2 separate regions of the Mus musculus genome follow, and region 1 is linked to region 2. The links are chromatin contacts, called in public HiCAR-type maps. All regions are on one chromosome and are shown on one strand. Each heading gives the region's core, a stretch centred on a gene start, on an enhancer-like site or on the middle of the called end of the contact. The rest is flanking DNA. Distances are from core to core; before and after follow the strand shown. Region 1 holds the start of Mcf2l (mcf.2 transforming sequence-like). Region 2 holds the start of 2810030D12Rik (RIKEN cDNA 2810030D12 gene).

Region 1 (2,946 bases), core at 191-2,690, 280 kb before region 2:
TGTCACCACTGCCCGGCCAATTTCTACTATCTTATCATTATATCTATATGTGGTTATTACACATTGATTTGGGGACTTTAGCACGGCAATTATCTTATAGATCTTTACCTTCCAGGCCAGGAGTTCTGAGGACAAATCCTGGGACATCTGACATTTTGTGTCTTGACCTTTAGTTCAGTGCTGAACCCAACATAGACACTGTTGCAACGGCATCCTGGTACACACATGTCTGTAGTTGGATTGTTCAGTGCGGGTGGATGTTGTTGGAAGCTGTGGTCTTACGGTACATACAGGTGTGTCTGTGCAGCTACCGACGCATACATGTTGGGCCCTGTGGTGATGGTGCAGTTTAGGGAATCATGGCGTTGGAGCACATATGTTGGCCATTGTGGTGCCAATGCATGTATTCTTGGATACTGGTCTTGGTGCACATGTATGTTACTGCATGTACACCATGTTGGTACACACATGTTTCTGGTCACCATAGTGCTGAGATATATACATGTTGGTGCACATTGCGTTGTTGCACACCATGGTGCTGATACAATTCATGTTACTGGAGTCTGTGGTCCTGGGGTTTGATAGACTCTCGTTATTGGAGTCTGTGGTCCTGGGTTTCCCACGTGTTACTGAAAACCACAGTGCCAGGGCATTTATCCTGTTGGCAGGATGCGACCCGTCTGACCAAACAATAAAAAGATGGCCAGCAGCTGGAGAGGCTGGTGTTCGCCACCCTGTGCATTGCAGTAGTACTCTGTGCACCAGCGACCCGGAATCTGTGTGAAGCCGGTGGTGTCAGATGCAGAGCGTGGCCCTCTGCCAAACATGGCGAGGTTAGGGAGCCCTGGGCCTACAGCTGAGCTTCCTTCTCGTAGACCTGTGTCTTAGGTCTGGCACCGCCCTTGCTGGGAGAGTCAAGTCTTGACCCAGCTACCCACCGTCTCCCTCTTACCTGGGCATGAGACCTCGTGGAGAGCGCGCTCTAGGCTGCTGTGGACTCTGCACCTGCCCTGCAGCGGCGGGAGGTAAAGGGGGCCTGGGGCAGGAAGTAAAGGGAGCATTGGGCTCAGGCTGGATGTTCTTTGGGTGGTTTGGGATCGCGTCCCTGCAGCAGCTACTTCCAATCCCGGAGGACAGAAACCCTAGGAAGAGGGGGAAGGGCAAGGGCAGACCTGTGCGCCTGCGTAGTGGGCTTTCTGATGCCCCCTTGATGCAAACTAGCCTCCCAGGTGCTCAGGTGGTGCACACGCATGACTCCAGGTGCGGTGGTGACACGCCCGGCAGGCTCAGTGCTTCCGCTTCCGCCTAGCGCCCCCCGCCCCCCATCAACGCAAAGCGCGCCCCCCTCCCTGTGGCGCGGAGACCAATCCTGGGAAGCCAAGGAAAGCGCCACAACCCCCTCCCCGCTCCAGCCGCGCCCCCTCCCCACGGCTTAGCCCCACCCGACAGCACCTCTGGTGCAGCGGAGGACGATCTTCTGGGGATCGGTTTTGTTGAATCGGAGGATGAGGTTTTGGCTGAGAAATGAAGAGATGGCCCTAGAAGAAATGGTGCAGAGATTAAACGCGGTTTCCAAGAACACTGGTAGGAGGAGCCGCTGGCCTTGATTATATATTCTTAAGCTTGACATCATTTGTTGAATTGTAGAGAATTGCATCTAATGGCTGTATAACCACCTTCATTCACTATTCCCTAGCACTGATAACAGCAAAGGCAGGCGTGATGGGCATTTTTTTTTTGGTATCATCTTCTAGGCTTTGTGGATTGACAGTGTGATTTTATTCTGCTTGACACAGTTTGAGAATTACAGATCAGCAGCGCTGGCTTTCTAGGAGATGAGGGTTTGTAAGTGGAGCCATTTGCCCGTGGGGGGAGTCTGCAAGTCTGCTTGGGAGCATCACCTCATTTGCTGCAGTGGCCATGGAATTATGAGCCCAGAATGGTCCAGGGTCCAAGCCCAGGCCCTGCAGACACTGGGATGGGATGGGAGGTAAAATCCTCACTATGCACTTAAAGCCGTAAAGCCAATATTTGAAAATAATATAGGTTAAGAAGAGGGCGAGCAGTGCAATTAGACATTCATTTTCAGGATTAATTGTCTGATTACTTAAAATAAGCCGTGAGGGACAAGCTACAGCCTCCTGTAGATTTCAGCCCCTCGGAGCTGGCAGGATGCATCTTGCCGTCGGCCTCCATCCGTTGTGCCGAGGGTTCCTGGCACGCTGCAGAAGAAGCAGGTACCACTGACTAGTTGTGTCTGGCATGGGGAGGAAATAGTGGTGTGCTATTAAAAGTAGGTTGGTTTTTGTCGTGTGTTATGTGATACGTGGCGTTATCTAGTTTTCTAAGTAATACTTTCCTGGGGGATTAAAATTTCATTCGTTGTCTGGGCTGGGTGTGGCACCCTCCCTGTATTAAATAACTAAATCAGCATAAGCATCAAGTGCGGTGGTCTCCCTGCACTTGTGTAGACAGACGGTCAGTTTATAACGCTGGCTTTGCAAGTGAAATGGCTGCTTATTATAAATGGGTGAAAAGAGAAGACAGACGTTTATGCCTTCTGTCCCCTTCCTCTTAGAGATGTGGCCCAATTTTCTGGGTGTTGCTTGGACAAGATCTGAATGAGTGTGGAGCTCCAGGGAGCTGTTTGCCTGCCCAGGGGGGCCCTGAGGAAGAAGTGGGACTTGCTGCCCTTCCCACCTGTGCTTGGCTGGCGTGGGGGATCACAAGAGTGGGAATTGCTCCAGCAGTGACATCATCCTGAGTTTCAGATCCTGAGGTTTCCTCCTGGGCTCTGAAGGACACAACATGTGTGTCTTAAGTTGTAAAAAGGCTCCCAGAGGAGCAGAACCTGGACCAGATACTCATTGAATGTTTGTCCAAGCATCCTTGGATTGGGCCCCGGTGGCTACTATTGTCTCGCCAGAAGCAGCAGCTCCAGCCTGT
Region 2 (2,897 bases), core at 313-2,812:
GTCCCTATTATCTCAATGAAGCGATGAGGATTCCACAGCAAAATAAACAAAAAGCCCTGCAAGCAGGGAGGGGCCTTTGGTTCTACAGAGAAGAAAAATGACTATCAAGAATGGTATAGGGGAAGGAAAAAAAAAAAAAAAAAAAACGCTTGGAGAGGCATGGTAGTTCCTGTTCAGAGAAAGAGGAAAGTTTGTCTTGGAACTGGACTTCCAGGAGCCCAGCCCTAGGTACCCCACCCCTACCCATCTCTGAGAGATAGGCGCTGTTCTAACCCCCCTCAGAACACAAGGCCTTCTCGAGGCTTCCCAGGAAATATGGACTTTGCCCATCTACAGTTAAGAGGGCGTGGTGACCATGGAGAAAATTCAACCAGGTAAGGAGCTCTCCCATCTGCTGTGTGGCACAAACACACCCTCCTAGGGGGTCTCATGATGTCCCAGAAGTCGCGCTTGGGGGTGGTGGGGTTCAACTATAGAGGGGTCCAGTTCCTATGGAAATGCAGTGTATGCTCGTGTGCAGGGTAGTGATGGTGTTCGTAGGTCTGGCTTTGGGAGTTCCGGCTGGTGGGGATCCTGCTGCTGAGGAGTCCCATTTAAAGAGGGATCCCTCTACTGCGGGGCGGGGGAGTCATGCTCACAGGTTTCACAGGGTTCTACTGTTGGGGAGTCATGCCATAGGGACTGTAACTACTGCAGGGTAACAGCTACTGCTGGGAGGTCCTGCAGTCCAGAGGTCTCGCTGGGGGTCTCGCCACAGGGGTTCTGGCCCTTGGGAGAAAGTCCTGTTTGTTTGAATGGCCGCTATGCCAGCCAGCATCAGGCCTCTCACCTGTCACGCTTTTCCGGACACCACCGTTTCCTTTTAGAAGTTTGGACCATTTGATCGCCCTCTTGGTGAGTATCACCAGGTACGTGGAAAAGAATTCTTCATAAGCCGCATAGTCAAAGTCTTCGGGCCTTTCAAACCCATACGGATCGATCCTACAAACAAAAAGAACCTGTTTCCCCGAACCAAGTTTCCGCGCCTGCGGGGATGCGGCTGGGGTCCAAGAGCTCCGACACCCGACACCCCTCGGTCCGCCCCTCCGTCCATCCTCAGTTCACCTTCCCTTCCTCTCTTCCTCCCCTCCTCCATCCCCTCCACCCCCTCATGCCCCTCGCTCTCCGTGGACCAGAGCGCGTCCCCCGCGCAGCATCGACTGGCTCAGACCCAGTCCGGAGAGGGCGCCCAGCACCCCGCGCGCGCGGCCTCCGCACCCACCTGGGCACCCGAGCTCGCGCCGCCTGCGCGCGCTCTGCGGGATCCATGCGGAGAAGGGCCAGGGACCGCGGGACTCACAACCTCTGCAGCCCCGAGCGCTGGACCCCGGTGCGCCGCTGGCCCCGGGGCGCGCGAGTGCTTCCGGCGGGGGCGTGGCCGAGACGGGGGCGGGGTGGGGACGAGGGGCGGAGTCAGTGGGGGCGGGGCGGGGTAGAGTGGACGGAGCGGGGCTGGGGTGGGGGCGGTGTCGGAGATGGGAGCGCCTAGGGACCCGAACCGAGTGCACCTGCTGCAGCCTGGCACTAGGGATTTGAAAATCCATGGAGATGGAAACCTATGCCGAGGTTAGAAGACCTGGATCCACTTTGCAGGATTTTAAATATCCTTCAAGCCTCAGTGCCTGGCAGACTGGACTTTGGACTTCGGACTTCCAGCTCCGATGCTGAAAAAGGAGGGTTTTTTTGTTTGTTTGTTTTTCCACTTTGCTTCCTTGCTTGTCGAGGCTGAGAACATACGGTGTTTTTGAGGGCCACCATCAAAGGGTACTCGCTTCTCCAAACCTTGGAACCCGAGGTCTAGCCTTGGAAAGAGTTGCCGCCTTACCATCTCTCCTCGCCTAGGGAAGCCCCAGCTGTGTGCGCTACTGCAGGGTCACAGTGCCGCGGTGCCGAGCTTCTTTCGTGGTCCCTGTCGCCGTCCGTTTCTTGAGATTTCAGACTCTGGGCTTGGAAACCAGTTGACTGCCTTTCTTAGCGAGGTGCCCTCGGAAACCTGTGGAGGAATGTTTGGATTATGAATGCTCACCGTGCCGAGGTAAAGCATAGGGCTTTGGCGCCTTCGGGCCCTGTGGTCAGCGGTGGGACGGATCGGACGTTGCAGAAGCACTTTTCTGTGGTGTTTAGAAGGTGCTACCCACCTTCAGCTGACTGTAGTTGGAATGACCCTCAGCTGGACTTTGGGAACTCACTTGAACTAGTTAGAAACTTCAAAGTACCTAGCAGGAAGCGGCGGGGGTGGGGTGGGGGTGGGATTAGAATTTAGCCTGGTCCACTGGGACACTTGGATACCCCACTGTAAATGATCCTGACCTCAGCGCCAAGAATACAGGCAGCACCCGGTGGGACCGGTTCTCTCTCTCTCTCTCCCTCTCTCTGTCTCTCTCTCAAGGCTACATACGCAGCTCTGCCCTTTACTTCATTTTCTCTAGGTTTTGAGACTACTGTAAGACAGATGAGAAAACCTGAGGTTTGTATTGCTTTCCCTCCTCCTTGCTTTGACCAAACTCTGCTGAACAAGGATTCTCTACCAAAGCCTTGGTGCCTCCATCTTTCTTTCTTTTATTTTGTATTTATTTATTTATTTTATTCTTTTTACTTTCTTTTATTGGGGGGGGGCAGTGTCTCACTGTGTAGCTCTGGTTGGTCTGGAACTCACTATGAACACCAGGCTGGTATTGAACTCAGAGAGATCTACCTGTGCCTGCCTAACACACACACACACATCCTGAGCAATGGGAATAAAGGCACATGCCACCATATCTAGCCCCATCTTTCTTTTAGAATACAGCAAGAAATGAACCTGAAAATCCAGTTAGAGCTGCAGATTTGAGCTTCTCTGTTGACATTGGATGAAACTT

Evidence for each region. HiCAR-type assays count read pairs that join an accessible place to other places.
Region 1: a HiCAR-type map of embryonic stem cells shows a contact between it and region 2, with 2.2 times the contacts expected there. The contact joins the promoter of Mcf2l here to the promoter of 2810030D12Rik in region 2. A contact is called at or near these places in 4 of 39 promoter capture datasets (the 3T3-L1 cell line, hematopoietic stem and progenitor cells, hippocampal neurons and 1 more), 4 of 484 Hi-C or Micro-C datasets (cortical neurons, embryonic stem cells and nephron progenitors) and 5 of 115 datasets of contacts at active chromatin or transcription factors (craniofacial prominence, embryonic stem cells and pancreatic cancer cells).

Annotation. Positions count from the first base shown.
Region 1 is chr8:12,914,471-12,917,416 of GRCm38.p6, forward strand. Mcf2l (mcf.2 transforming sequence-like) reads left to right here and starts at 1,441. Exons shown (of 31, transcript NM_178076.4): 1 at 1,441-1,584. The coding sequence starts at 1,506. It overlaps Gm15351 (a long non-coding RNA gene), which reads right to left and starts at 754. Exons shown (of 2, transcript XR_870153.3): 1 at 109-754.
Region 2 is chr8:13,199,220-13,202,116 of GRCm38.p6, forward strand. 2810030D12Rik (RIKEN cDNA 2810030D12 gene) reads left to right here and starts at 1,563. Exons shown (of 2, transcript NR_166508.1): 1 at 1,563-2,074; 2 at 2,469-2,571. It overlaps Grtp1 (GH regulated TBC protein 1), which reads right to left and starts at 1,405. Exons shown (of 8, transcript NM_025768.2): 1 at 1,262-1,405; 2 at 830-981. The coding sequence starts at 1,308.